Regions from separate parts of the Gossypium hirsutum genome. Here region 2 is linked to region 1. A link is a contact called in public Hi-C data. All regions are on one chromosome and are shown on one strand. The core of a region is the stretch at or near the end of the contact, and the rest is flanking DNA. Distances in the headings are between cores, read along the strand shown.

Region 1 (4,467 bases), core at 1,455-3,954:
GTGTATCAATTACTGTATAACAAAAGAAAATTAACTGTTCAAAACGGAAACAGTACCTGGAGGATTGACTGTGAAAGGAGAATGGAAACAGAAGTTTTTAACATTTTCCAAACGTCATTGCCACAATATTTCCTTGTGGCTGGCCTCCAAATGTCACCTAGGGAGATCCTTGATAAAAAAGTTGGCCTGAATGAAAATTTTCTTTCATTACTTGCTAAGAAAATAGGCTAAGATAAAACCTTCATAATCAAATCAAATCATTATACAGTGCACATTATAAGATGAAGTGATGTCGGATCAAGATGATTCATTTCTTTGTTTTTCCTTATTTTCCAAACTGTTGTCTAATTATCAGCACATTTTATTAACACTTTAGGTTTCTCATAAATATTTAACATCTTTATTATTGTTTTAAAAAAATCCAAACTGTTGTCTAATTATCAGCACATGTTATTAACACTTTAAGTTTCTCGTTTACTATTGTTTTTTTTTTTTTTAACAAAGTACTTTTTGAAGAACATGTAAGCCGATGTTATCTCAACCCTTCCCATCATATCCTGTCCATGAATGGAAAACATGAAGCATTGGATGCACAATTTGATGACAACCTTCCCATATGTAAAGAACATGAAAAGTTCGGTTTAACATACCTTAAATAAGGTTCGGAAACACTACTAACACTGTCAAGCTGAAATGGTGTTTCTGGTGTAGGAGGTAGAAGTCCAACTCTAGCAAGTAACTTCCTTAGAAGCCTTCCACGGGGTCCAATGGCTGATAGAAATCCTTCATAGCGACTAACTGCCCTCTGTGCTGCCAACCAGATAGGAAGGTCGCGATCTGATAGTTGGTCAACCCCCAGGAGACTTTCAGAATTTTGCTCATCATTAAGATATGACTGTTGAAAGAGAGATAGTTCCTCAAGCCAAAGCTTCAACCTCCTAACCCAGTTTCCTGCTTTGTCTTTCTCATAAGAAGATTTGAAAGCCTGTCCTAAAGTTGAAGATTGTCAAACTGAATGATTTATTACTCAAATTCGGGAAGTTAAAAAACTACAAAGATGAAACAAATAATATAGCTCAGACTACCAGAATACTAATGAATTAAATAACAGAGATCAATCATTGACACCTCGAAAGGTCACTTAAAATATATCGGTGCAGTCAATTCCATTCAGAAAACCTTGTTGGCATGCCTTCTAATGTTGGAAAGTCAACTAGGAAAGGGGAATTACCTCTTTGAGATTATAAGTAATCCATTTGCCAACCTTTCCCAATGGTTTTGATATAATGGAGAAGAATGCTTGCAGAAGTCTGGATTGTAAGTAATCCAGCTTTTCAACAATAAGTAGACCCTTCTGCCTCTCAGTTGCATATCCCCGCCTGTAAGAAAGAGGCCATTCTGAATCCAACATATTTACTAGTGAAAGCATGTAGAAAGTACATGCACACAGTAACTAAATTACCGGAATATAATCGCATTGGATTCGGATGCTTTCTTCCAGTCCACATATATGGGCAAAGTTAGGAGATAATCGGTGTTCAAGGCATTTGTCAACATCAAATCCGTAACTGATAGTTCTTCAAATTGCGCGTCATTAAGAAGTTGCATAAAAGATCTTTGAAAACGAGTAGCAACTGCAACTCTACAAACAGTTTTTGCATTGAAGTATTAATTTAACTGAAATATTGATCTAAAAGAACAATTATATGTGTGGCCGAATTTATAAGACTAACCTGGTCTTATCATCGGAAAACCTCCTAACATTTTTAGCTGAAGAATTTAGAAAGTTCCTCAAGTCCAAACCGTAATTGAACCACGTATCAGGTTCGATGTTATCCTCGTCGGTGAACTTAGATCTTTCACCGTTGGCTACAACTTCCGATTCTGAAACGTGCTCTGTCTTTCTATTTCCCTCTACGGAATAAGGATAGTAATAATCGGTTCGTATTTGCTCCAAAATGCTTTTGTGTTGGGCGTGAAGGATTGAATCCAGACACCTGGAAATTTTACACCGTAAAAGAAAATATCAAAGTTGAACGCAATAAACAAGAAATCGGAGAAGTTTTTTTAAACTTACGACGAAAGGAGGCGAAATTGACGCGCATCTTCATCTCGAGATTCGAACAAGCTCGAAACAATAGCATCCAAGAGCTCCGCCTTGGAAACTGGTATGTATTTCTGTCTAGGCACTTGAATTCTCGAAATTCCTGGTTTTTCCTCTTCTTCTTCGTCTTCATCTTCTTCATTCTTTATCCTCGGAACAACATCGCTGGTATCGGTGATCGTTAAATTAACGTCGTTTCGGGTTCCCAATGGCTCAGTGGATACGGCGCGGAGTCCCTGCGGAATACCGGGAACTTTGAGAGTGGCTACGGTCCGTAATAACAGGTAAGAAGCCGGTGAACGAGCACCTAAAAAAGGGCACCGTTCAAGGGATGATGATGGAGCGGTGACGCTGGTTTGAGTTTGCAAAGATAACATCAGATCGGAGGTGAAAGAAAATTTTTGAACTCTCGCGGGTTTTACAGTTGAAAAGCTTTTTGTTTCTTTAAATAAATAAATAATTATAATTATAGTTATTATTGTTGCCTGTTGGGCATATATGGCCGGTGGTGGTCGGAAATGAGGAGAGAAGAGTAAGGGGCCGGTGGTAAGTATACTTTGGATAAGGAAATTTAGCTTGGCCCAGTATTGTTTGAATTTATCGCTTTCGTTCTTTCTTTTTTTTAAGGAATCGCTTTATTTTCTTGGTTGTTAATAATTTGTAATTTTAATGTTTCGTCTAAAATATATACTTATTGCAGTCTTGATGCCACGTCGTTTTAATATAACTGTGAATATTATTTTTTCAATAAATTTAAATTTAAAATTTATCGAGAATAATAAAATCAAGGGTAAACTATTAAAATAGTCACTTTTATTTATTTTAAATTATATTTGAGTCACTTATGTTTGAAATATTACGTTTTAGTCACTTACATTATCACGTTGTAACATTTTAGTCATTGAGCCGTTAATTGCCGTTAATTGTGTAACGGTAAGCTGATATGGTACGTTAAATCATCATTTCAAACAAAAATTTTAGATTAATTTATACAATCGGTCTCTATTTTTTTTTTGTTTTGAGCAATTTAATTTTTTTCTTTTATATTCTTTTAACTTTATTTATTTTTCTTTATTTTTCACTCTTTCTTGCATCTCCCTCTGTTTTTCTCCTTTCTTCATTTCTTTTAATGTAGTTTTTTTATATTTTCCATTTATTAAAACTAATCCCTATACTTTTATTTTCTTGAATTTAAGTTTTTCAAGTAAGGCGAGCTTAGTCCAGGCCGTGTGGAATGGTCCAGCTCGTGTGGCTCCTGTAAATCGTTTCGATTTTTCAGTTTTCGCTCTTTTTACTCTAAAATGCTCTTCTAAGTATAAAAACATGAAGTTAAAAGATTAGGAATATAAAATTCACCATTAGCATCGAATAATTACCAAAGACGCATTAAGAATGAGGCCAACAACATGTTAATTTTAGCACCTACAATATATATATATATTTAAATTTCAATCCTATCCAAATTGCAATAGTTAAATGCATTTGGTTGAATTTTGCCAATAGTCCTATTCCATCCGTAAAATTATATATTTAATTTATATTTTTAAATTTTTTCATTATTAATCTTTATATTTTTAGAATTTTAGAATTTTAATTTTGATGCAACAACAATAATTAAATTCATTAATTGTATTTTTTTGTGTGTGTGAATATTATTTGAAAACAGCAAATTAATATGCAGGGGGCAACAAAGGGATAGTAGGAGCCTGGACACTCCCAAATTTAAAAATTTAAAATTTGACCCTTTAAAATTTATGACATTTTAAATTAGTACATGGTAGAATTATACTTTAGCCTTTAAAATGATAAAATTTTGATATAATCCTTTAAAAATTATAAAGATACAAACTATTAAAATAGCGAAATTACATTTTAACTCTCATAAAATTATATAACTTAGTTTTTACTCCTCCAAACAATTTTCTAGCTTTGCCTCTGCTAACATGATATTATATATGTGATACTATATTTGTCGCATTTAACAATTAGTTTTTTATTAGAATTAAAATTTCAAAATTCTAAAAGTACAATTACTAAAAATAATCAAGTACAATTATATAAACTAAATCCACAACTTAAACATAATATAAGAACTAATAACATAGTTTAACCTTCCGACAACTTCCACATAGTTTTGATAATTGGTCTATCATTTTGGTTGTGAGAGACGATGTAGCTTGCAAGACTGTTGAGCTATGATTTTAGCAGTTGAAGGGCTTTGCTCCAAAACAACGTGATAGCCATCTCCGACTTGATCCATTCCCAGGGTCAAGAGTTGCCAAAACAGCACACCGGCACATGATCCACCACCTATAGCGCTGCCGTATATGGCGGTGTAAATACGCCGGAAATAATTGTTTCTC
Region 2 (4,467 bases), core at 497-2,996, 330 kb after region 1:
AATTAAACTAAGCTAATTAAGGAGATTTTATTAAACTAAAACAATGAAAATTTCTAAATTTCTCAATCAATTTTAAAGACTTGTAACTCTAACTTTACCTAACTCAGTTAATCAATTATCTCTTGTTCAATTGTTCAATCTATGTAATTATTATTCCAGGATTCAATGACATTGTTGGACCCTTCCGATATCTAGCTAAGTTAATCACCCTTCCCCACTAGCTATATTCCTATGCTAAGCAAGTTAGGTGAAGTCACTAAGAATAAACCTATTAGGTTGATTAGGACATCATGTATATTCTTATCCTAGCCGCAAATTAATTTATTCATTAGCACTACTGAAGTTAATCCTAATTTATTTTGTCTAGATCTAAACCTTAATTTTCTCTTCCAAGACAAATCAAGATTATCAAATTAATGCAACTTGGTGATCATGTAAGTAGATTAAATAAGCACAAACTTGAATAAATAATTAGTAAAGATCAAACAATCAAAAAGAAAATAAATTAATTAAATAAGAAATAGGATCCATCTTTATTCCAAGAAAATAGAGTTTGATTCATATTGAGTTGAGAAAACCACACAAAAAGAGATTCAAAACAAACTTGCATAAAAAAGTAAAAAGAAATAATCTAGAGAAAAAATAGTTGAAGAATTTATGTTGAGCGCTTCAGATCTCTTTTTTCTTCTTGTCTTTGCAAGTTTGAAGTTACTCTTATGAAAGAGTTGTTCTTTCCTACTCTTTTCCTCCTTTTTTTCCTCTTAACTCTCATCACCCTTATTTTTAGGGTTTTAATCGTGCCACTCCACCGAACGCAAAAATTGCAGTAGAGCAAAACACTCACTGTCAAATTCTAAATTAGAGAGCATGCTCCACCACACTGAATCAAATCCAGTGGAGCGAAAGACTTCTCTTCACTACTTTTTACTATATGCTCCTAGTCTTCCATTCTTCATCTAAGACCTATAATGGGAAAAAGGAAAATAACCAATAAATCTAAACTAAATCTAAAAATGATAAAAGGAATGAACAAAATTTAAATAAAATCTAATTAATCCAATAAAAACTATAAAATGCAATAAAAACTAATCTAAATGCTATAATTACCTCCTAAGATACTATGGAAACTAAATTAAAAGAACTCTAAATATGCAAGTTATCAAGAAACTACACTATTCACATACAATCCTATTCATGTTTGCTTGGCACTTTCTATGTTTGTTTTACAATCCATGTTTGAGGTTTGTGTATACAACCCTATTCACATACAACCTTACATTGTCAATAACCAAGAGGAAACTCATTGAAATGATTTCCCTTATCAATAAATAATCCTACAACTTTGCTCAGAGGAGTTAGCTTACTGATAACATTAAGAAAGAGAGGTCCAATTCTAACCAACAAACACACACAAGTGGGGTTTACTTAGATGAGATTGCATGTTCACACAATATAAATTGCATACATAGCTTATATCAAACTACGTTGTTTCTTACAAGCATTAGAATCAATTAAATAATTATAGATTTAATTATTTTAATTAACAACACAAATATTCTAAGCAACTAAATTTTGAACCTAATTTTCAATAAAACTGAATATTTATAATTACATAAAACACATGCAAATGCTAAATAAAAGAACAAAAACAATAAAAATTACAATAAGCTAAAAACTCTACAAAAGTAAAAGTTGTTTCTAACCCTCTAAAAAATCCTATTTATGAAGTCTATTTTACCTAAAAAAGGGTTACAATAATAGCTAGGACTTTAAGCCTTGAAAAAGGTTGAAAATAGCCTCAAATTTGGAGTCAAAACGGCACGGAAAGCCTTCACGTGAAAGCTTTGGTGTTACGGCCTAGAGGAATCGAACCGGGGTGCCAAGTCCATTCGCGTCGAGGGACTAAATTTTAACCAAAAAGAAATTATGATGATGGCGGTGATGAATTTACAGCCGTTAGATGATGGGCCAGATTTTACATCCACAATCGCCATTCAAATTTCAAATCGCCTTTCCAAAAATCGAACGTTTGAGGGGATTCAAGAGCCAACATATATTCACTAAAGCAAAACAAAAGGAAATTTCATAGTTTCAACTTTGAAACCATATACCATGGATTTTGGCATTGTTTCATAAGTAGCTTGAATTTATTTAAGTTACTTTAATACCCCAAAAAAATCTGCTGTTGTTTTAGTTTTGTATTCAAAAAATTGAAAAACAAAATAAAGTTTTAAGAGCATGATGAGGATCATGAGACGCCATGGTTGGCAGCGACCTCTCCATCCTTTACAGGTAAATAAAAGTTAAAAACCCGTCTTTTGCTTTGGAACTCTTTACGGTTTTTTTTTGGCTGAAATCAAAATTGTTGGGTTTTTTTTTTCAGATGGTGGGAATGGCAGTCTTTAGTTTCCTAGTTGTGGCATTTTATACATTTTTAGGGCTTTTGCTTGGGAACAGAATAGCTGAAATCACTACCACAACGGTCTTTTCCTTTGTGGTAATGATCTTCACAAACCAAAAATGTGAACCCCTTTTTTGTGTTTTCTTATTGCTAACTTTCAATGGGGTTGATTTGTTTTTTTTTTTTCATTTACAGGCATTCTCAGTTATATTCCTGTTTGTTAGGTGTACTGCTATTGATCCTACTGATAAAACCAGCTTTAAGAAGAAGATAAAAGGGAAATCTAAAGGGATTTTGAAGCCAAATTATGGATTCATATTGACCCAGATTGTTGTAAGGTTTTTTAGGAGGCTGGAGAAGAAGATTCTAAGGACTTTTATAAGGAGGAAGTATTTGGATCCATGGAAAACCAATTTCCAAATGGAACCATTGTTACCATTTCCCCTTGTCATGAAAAATGATGCAGTTTCACCTGATGTTAAAGAGGATGATAATATCTCTTATTGTTCTCTATGTGATTTTGAGGTTTGCACTCTTTTTCTAGCTTTCCAAACAAAAACAAAATCACTACTTGCATTTATCATTTACACTAATGAGGCTTTGTCTCTATGGCAAGATTGAGGCCCTAGAGACTTTGAGATTTGAGTCTCACCTTATGTAAATGCATGGGTTCTTTTAGTTATAATTAGTTATTTAGTTTAGTGCTTATAATGATTGATTGCATCGGAAAAAAACCTTTTACATTCTTCTATGCTTTATCTTAGGTGAAAAACATAGCAAGCATTGTAGGACTTGCAACTAGTGTGTTGAAGGTTTTGATCATCATTTCAGGGTAAGAACCAATTTTGGTCTGTCAGTTTTTGTTTCCTTTTTAAGTTTTTAGTGTAATTTTAGAACCAATTTATGTTTATTGATATAGATTTGCTTGTTTTTATGTTATATATCGGTGGTTGAACAATTGTGTAGGCAAAAGAAACTATACACCAGTCATTCTTCTAACGATTTTTGTCTTGCTAATGGTAAGTGGCTTTTCTATGTCCTTCAAATGCTCCAAAAAGGCTTCAAATTCTAAGTTTATTATGGTGTCCTAACAATTAATTGTTACTGTTACAATAGCTGATTCTAGAAGGAGGCACTGCAATTGCTATATTTATTAGGTGCTTTGTGGACAAGAAGGGAATAGAGCAAGAACTGGAGAAAAGGCTTTACATAAAGTTCCCTAAAGAATTTCTTGCCACTATAACAGTAAATATTATTATCTCTTTTCCACATTGGAAAATCTCTCTTATTGGAGTTCATTTTGAATGCAAAAAATCTGGTTTGGGTTTGTCTCAACTCTTGTAAAAGTTATAGGTTTTGTTGGCTTTGTTTACTGTTTATGGATCAACTGCAATGGGACAACTTTTCTTCTTTCATGTAGTTCTGATAAGAAAGGTAAGTAAAATAAGGAAGGGGTAGGGGTTATCCAGGGATCAAATTCGAGATTGGTGTCAATTGAAGACTTGATATCAAATCTTTTTTGTTAGTTCACCTGTGTTCAATCGATGCTTCCTTCTTTGATTAGTTTCTAACACATAATGTAGTAGACTAAAATAAGATTCCCCATCACATTCTTCAACATCTCCATTGTAAGTTTTGCACATGAAATGAGGTAATTTCCATGTGGTCAGTTTGCAGTATAGAGTTTTGGTGGGAGATAATCATTATATGACCACTCCATTGAAATATCTTTGCATCATATGGCTATTTTAACACTTACAATATGAAGTTGTGAAATTAAGGAAATTTTGTCTCTATTTCATGGTGTACCACATTGGTAATTATAACAAGTATGAGCATGTCACATCACCATGCCCTATGATCTCAAATCCTCATTCTTTTAGCCTGTGCTAGGAAATTTGACCATTTGGTTCCTTGTTAATTTGTGCTCTCAATTTCATATTTTGTTGTACAATTGCTCTCAATTGAATGTGTTGATTCTTGTTACAGGGAATGGGAACATATGATTATATATTGGCAATGAAAGAAAAGAACCAATTTACAGTGGACCTTTTCTACGACTCCGA

Evidence for each region. A called contact is a pair of places that touch in the nucleus more often than the background predicts.
Region 2: a Hi-C map of leaf shows a contact between it and region 1, with 1.7 times the contacts expected there. The contact joins the promoter of LOC107922937 here to the promoter of LOC107923018 in region 1. A contact is called at or near these places in 10 of 34 Hi-C or Micro-C datasets (callus, leaf and petal).

Annotation. Positions count from the first base shown.
Region 1 is chrA12:83,268,384-83,272,850 of Gossypium_hirsutum_v2.1, forward strand. It overlaps LOC107923018, which reads right to left and starts at 2,705. Exons shown (of 14, transcript XM_016853220.2): 1 at 2,078-2,705; 2 at 1,734-1,997; 3 at 1,463-1,642; 4 at 1,232-1,379; 5 at 651-985; 6 at 57-186. The coding sequence starts at 2,481. It also overlaps the pseudogene LOC107919345.
Region 2 is chrA12:83,603,229-83,607,695 of Gossypium_hirsutum_v2.1, forward strand. It overlaps LOC107922937 (protein S-acyltransferase 18), which reads left to right and starts at 1,747. Exons shown (of 8, transcript XM_016853142.2): 1 at 1,747-2,292; 2 at 2,384-2,497; 3 at 2,597-2,926; 4 at 3,166-3,233; 5 at 3,368-3,420; 6 at 3,518-3,646; 7 at 4,391-4,467. The coding sequence starts at 2,239. The coding sequence ends at 3,558.